Linked DNA regions of Mus musculus: region 2 is linked to region 1. A link is a contact called in public promoter capture Hi-C data. All regions are on one chromosome and are shown on one strand. The core of a region is the stretch at or near the end of the contact, and the rest is flanking DNA. Distances in the headings are between cores, read along the strand shown.

Evidence for each region. Capture Hi-C pulls out chosen DNA fragments and counts their contacts.
Region 2: a contact with region 1 is called in a promoter capture Hi-C map of pancreatic islet. The contact joins two enhancer-like sites. A contact is called at or near these places in 1 of 484 Hi-C or Micro-C datasets (nephron progenitors) and 1 of 9 other capture datasets (pancreatic islet).

Annotation. Positions count from the first base shown.
Region 1 is chr5:128,759,901-128,762,617 of GRCm38.p6, forward strand. It overlaps Rimbp2 (RIMS binding protein 2), which reads right to left. Exons shown (of 21, transcript NM_001378900.1): 20 at 1,440-1,574. Among named protein-coding and RNA genes, the nearest start is that of Gm42875, 8.9 kb to the right of the region's middle. Within about 2 kb of position 1,396, at least 13 of the 459 cell types and tissues checked have an H3K27ac peak or open chromatin away from gene starts, as enhancers often do. A contact at or near this core is called in pancreatic islet, where this site is marked.
Region 2 is chr5:128,902,987-128,905,703 of GRCm38.p6, forward strand. The region is part of intron 1 of Rimbp2 (RIMS binding protein 2); the gene reads right to left. Among named protein-coding and RNA genes, the nearest start is that of Rimbp2, 49 kb to the right of the region's middle. Within about 2 kb of position 1,370, at least 27 of the 459 cell types and tissues checked have an H3K27ac peak or open chromatin away from gene starts, as enhancers often do. A contact at or near this core is called in pancreatic islet, where this site is marked.

The DNA of each region.
Region 1 (2,717 bases), core at 146-2,645:
AACACTGTGTGCCAATTTCACTTCATTCTGCAGCTAGGCACACGCCTGGGCGTGGCCAGGGATCGCCAGGCTTCTGGTTCAGTAATCTCCCCAGAGCAAAACTTGGCGAGTGAGACCAGGGCACTCAGCGGGCACACAATACAAGGCAAGGGGCCCCCAAGCTTGCTTGGATTGAAAATCAAGGTCTAACTCTAATGGAGAACACCTAGGGCGCACCCAAAGCACACCTGAAGATACCATGGGGCCAGCTAGCGCAGTCATGGGAGCTGCCGCATCCGGAGATACTATTGCATTAGTATGCCAGCACCTCGTAGGTACATGCGTACCTCCATGAGCTCGGGACAATTGTGCTTTGAGGAGAGGGAACACCTGCTCCTAAGGCCAAGGGGCTGCAGCTGGGTATTCCACCAGCTTTGGCATGCCCAGAGCCAAGGCCACCCCTTGGGGCTTGATCTGGGATTAAAGTTTTGTCTTGGCTCTCACCATGAGTCAACCCTGCTACGGTAAACACATGGATCCGGTTGTGCTTTTTGACTGAGGGTAGCTAACAATGCAATAGGCAACTCTCCTTGTGAGTACACGCTGGCGCACTCTTGTGTAAACAAACAGCTTTAAGAAATATGTTCCCAAGGTTGGCCTTTCCCGTATTCTCAACGGACACATTTAAAAAAAAAATTGTTCGAGACGATTCATTTCACTATGAATCTAGTTGCCAGGCAACTGAAACCAGGTGAGATAGCCTAATACTTTAGGTCCAATGATTTTTTTGTTTGTTTGTTTTGAGACATATTTCTTTTCTCTCTCTTTCTTTAAGCCCACATTGACGTCTTAAGACTACCGTGCTGTCCGCTTAGGGTAGCTTAAGTCGGTATCTCTCTAAGGTGTCTTCGGTTGCTCACTTACGTGACGGCTACATGCCTGATTAGGGTGTGAAATGAACACTCTTCTTCTATGTCCAAGCAGATGAGCGAAGAGATAAAAACATATACGTAAAATACAACAGATAAGAACTCGCAGTGATGGCGAAACGTAAAGATGAGACACTCGAGAGAATGCAGTCTCAGGCAGGCGTGCTACGGACACTAAGTAATCCCTGCCATCTAGAACCCTAAGGGGGGAGGCCAGTGACATCCAGGTCCCCGAACCTCACTCTCTGTCAGCTGAACTGTGCACCTACCTACTGTGCAGGCCAGGGGAAGACCCTGGGGTCAGGCAGACTGACTGAAACCAAAGGGTCCTTCTGTGGAACACCAACTTGTGTTGGAGCTAAGCATTTGCGGGCACAATGTCCAAAGAAGGACAGAGGAAAAAAAAAAAAACTGAAAAAAAAACAAGGGCAGATGCTGGTGGGGCCCAAGTCAGGAAAGCAGCAATGCAAAGATTGCGCCAGATGGCAGAGAGGGGAGGGGGAGGCAGGCGGGCTAAGGGGGCTGGCTTACCCTTTTGGCCTTGGAGCGCATGGGCGGGTCGTGGGAGTAGTGGGGCGGAGCATCAGAAAGGTGGACCTCCACATCATCAGGCACTTCTTCCAGGAAATTGGAAGGCACGAGGCCTTTTTGCCCATTCAGCTCTCCCTGTAATCACAGGGTAGGGGTGGGGGAGGGAGAGTGGGGATCAAGGGGGAGTCACTTATTTCTTCAGAGCTTATTTCTCCCATAATGATGCTCTGCTTAAGAGGACAGAAGCGAGCAGCTGATTCTGGCTAGAAGTGGCAGGCCTTAGTGGAATGCTGGATAAACACTCCCAAAACGCCCAGATTAGAACAACAAGCCCGGCCACACACAAGGTGTGAAATCCAGGGCCTTGTGTGCACCAGGCAAGTGTTCTGCTGCTGAGTCGCATGCCCAGCGCCCTCTTTTACTTATTTTGAAAGAGGGAAGTTGCCCAGGGCAGCCTTAAACTCAACAACCCTCCTGGCTCAACCTCCTGCGAAGTGTCAGCTTTAGTCCTATACGGGTCTTGATGTGCCTTCTCCAATGCAGCTCTTATTTCAGAAGTGAGAAATAGGTACTAAAGATCTAACTCCTTGGTTCTCTAGGGCAGGAGTGTGGTGAAACAATTGCCTGGAATCTGCATCCTTTTGAGCTAGTTTGGGCTACCAAGGGAGTTCAAGGCAAGCCTTGGCAACTTGGTGAGACCCTGCACTGAAGTAAAAATGGCTGAGGTGTAAGACGGTGGCAGTATGCTAGCCTAGCTTGTGACAGCGGTGACATGGGGTTGTGTTTCTTCATTGATGGTCAGCCTACATCAACTAAAACACGCACAGTACACCACCAAAGGCATAGCAATGGACTCAAGGGAGGGATCCGTAGTTATCCATGATCTTTTTCTGCTAGGGGCTATTAACCAGAATATGTAAACGAAAACAGCCAAGCAACAAAAGACATTCAAAAATAGACATCTCTCCATATAAATTGACAAATGCTCCCCTCCCCTCCCCCAAATTGGGGGGAGAGGGGAAGATCACAGCACCACTGGTCACAGGGCAAATGCCAATTACACTACAGGGTGGGCCAGCAGGTAAGGTGCCACCATCAGCCTGACACCAGAGTTGAACCCCTGGTTGAACACTTGGTAGAAGGAGAGAGCTGTTCCATCAAGGTTCGCGTGTACCTACCATTCCCCTGCCCTGGTATTCTTTTTTATCAGTAAAAAGATAAATACATGAATCTTATAGCATCAGGATGAATACAGCCAGGAACTCCCTGCCCCCGTCC
Region 2 (2,717 bases), core at 120-2,619, 140 kb after region 1:
CCTCAACCCCTAAGCCTATTTGTCACTAGATTAGTAGTTCCTAGGTCCATGGTACATTTCATGAACTTGGGGGGAGGGACAGGGAGGCTCTGCATAGAATCAGTCAAACTGGCTCTCTATCATCATTCTGGTTCCTGTGCGAGGTCTATGTCCCACACGGCTGGCTGGAGAGCCTGCTCATTCTGTGAAAGCATAGGAAACTGCTCTCTGAGGCTTCCTGTGAGCGAGGCTTATTAATTCCAAAGTGGTCCGGCTGGATAACAGCTCTGAGAGGACGTGCATGGCAGAATGGAGCACGGAGCTAGGCTACCACTTCGTGCAGAGCTTTAATTAACTGAGCTGCGTAGGGAGATGGGAGCAGAAGCCATGATTAATTGATGGACCTTTTACTGCGGCCATCCAATGCTGAGCCACATACACAAACAAGAGCCACCTGCTCAGCTCTGTAAACAGGACCATTGTGGGCCGGAGAGTTCCTTCCACCACAAGGGCGGGTCTGTTTTCTTGTGTTTGCCCCCCACGTTGACAAAATTAACTAACTACCCTCTGCTCTTGAACCCTGTCATCAGCGTCCCACTAACACTGGACTATATAAATGGAAAATGCTGGCGTTTCCTAAGCATTTTCTGATTCTATTTGCCCTCTAAACTCTTCATGGGGTTAATCTCGGTCTTAACAGCTGGGCTTCAAACTTGAAGCCCAAATTGGTCCTAAATAGAAAAGGAAGCAGACTTTCTGCCCAAGATGTCTTAAAGGTGAACGAGTCTGGATGTGATGTTTAAAAAAGCAAAGGTAAAGGCAGTCTTGAAAAAAATGGTTGTCTAAGGATTGGTAGCATGCAGTCTGCCATGGTCTACCTGTATGTCCTTATTACCCTTCGTGACACGGGAGGGTGAACACCTTCCTTGCAATCTATTCCATGGGCGCATCCCACCAGGTCAAAGATGTCTCCTGGCTGAGATCAGCCTGGGGACAGATCTAGAGCTAAGTCCACAGATCACAACCGAAATTTAAACCACGATTACAGCCCGGAGGATTTGGAGGTGTGAGTTACACGTGGAGGCTGGAAAGTCCCCCTACTGGGTTCAGAAATACTTCTTGCTGCCAGCCATAATCCACAGGGAGGCTGGGCTTTCTGTCTGCCCAGATGAGTGTAGGTGCAGTCACTCAACTGGCTTGTCCCATCCCACAAAGCAGGTACTTACAGGATCTGGGACCAGTGGCTCCCACAGGCTGGCCAGGTCTCCCCTCCAGCACTCCTGGGCTCACTGGTCTCTCAGCTCCAACCGGCTGCTCTGCTCAGCTCTGCACCGGGCTGGAAGACTGTTTACTTATTCATGAACAGCCCCAGGCATGGGAGCGGCTTGGTGTCCATCAATAGAGAGGAAATTCAATCTGTAAATGGGGGCTGCTAGCGCAGGGCATATCTGTCAGGGTGAGTCACACCGACAGAGTCACTGTGGAATCTTGTGTTTCCACAATAAGCAGGGCCCAGAAAACACTGCTTTTCCTACTCTCCCTTCCCTTGTGGGCCCCCCACCCCACAGGGTATACAGTTCTGGGAACCTATGGATCTGTGGACATACAAAATGCCAGTATTGGGTCTCACTTGTATCAAAATGAACTTCTTTCAGAAGATGGTAAGGAAAATGAAAGGTATGGAATGGACCCCCAAATTCTATGTCAATTTATCTTTAAACCCAAAACTCTGTTTTATATAGTCATTTTTGTTTGTTTGGGTTTCTGTTTGTTTTGTTTTTCAAGGCAGGGTTTTTCCTCTCTCTCTGGCTATCCTCAGAACTCACTCTGTAGACCAGGCTGGCCTCAAACTTGGAGATCTACCTGCAGCATCACTCAGCTAAGTCTAATTTCTTTTGATGTCCAAAAATATAACCCCACTCCTGCCCCTTTGCTGCTATTGTTTTGCATTTAACAAGTCTCGGCACCCTTCCCACGCCTGCGAGGTTCATTCACTACCACCATGTCACACACACAGCCCAGGGCCAGAGCTGGGACACTGTGTTCAAAGCTGTCTCCATCCCCAGGAGGCATCCGGCTCCTCAGAAGTGCCGGAAAGCATTGTTGAATTAAAGACGTTGTGTCTTGTGTTTCCAGTTGGCTGTGAATGACAGAGCATTAACAAGTGAAAATTGAAAGCAAGATAAAACCTTCCCCCAGGAAAAGGAGTCAGACTGCTCCGAGCCCCGGAGAGGCAATCAATCAATAAAGTAATTCCAGAGTTCTAAAGACACTTGTGGGCTGCCAAGATGGCGTGGTGGCTCAAGTGCTTGCCACGCAGCCCCGATGACCCGAGTTCAATCCCAGGACCCCTATAAAAGTAGAAGGAGAGAACTAACCTCACAAAAAAATTGTCCTCTGACCCCCCTCATGCACACTACAGCACACAAACATCACAGGTGCATACACAAACACACCGTCTTAGTTAGGGTTTCACTGCTGTGAACAGACAACCATGACCAAGGCAACTCTTATAAGGACAACATTTAACTGGGGCTGGCTTACAGGTTCAGAGGTTCAGTCCGTTATCACCAAGGCGGGAGCATGGCAGCATCCAGGCAGGCACGGTACAGGAGAAGCTACATCTTCATCTGAAGGCTGATAGCAGAATACTGGCCTCCAGGCAGCTGGGATGAGGGTCTTAAAGCCCACAGCCAGTGTGACACACCCACTTCAGCAAGGCCACACCTACTCCAACC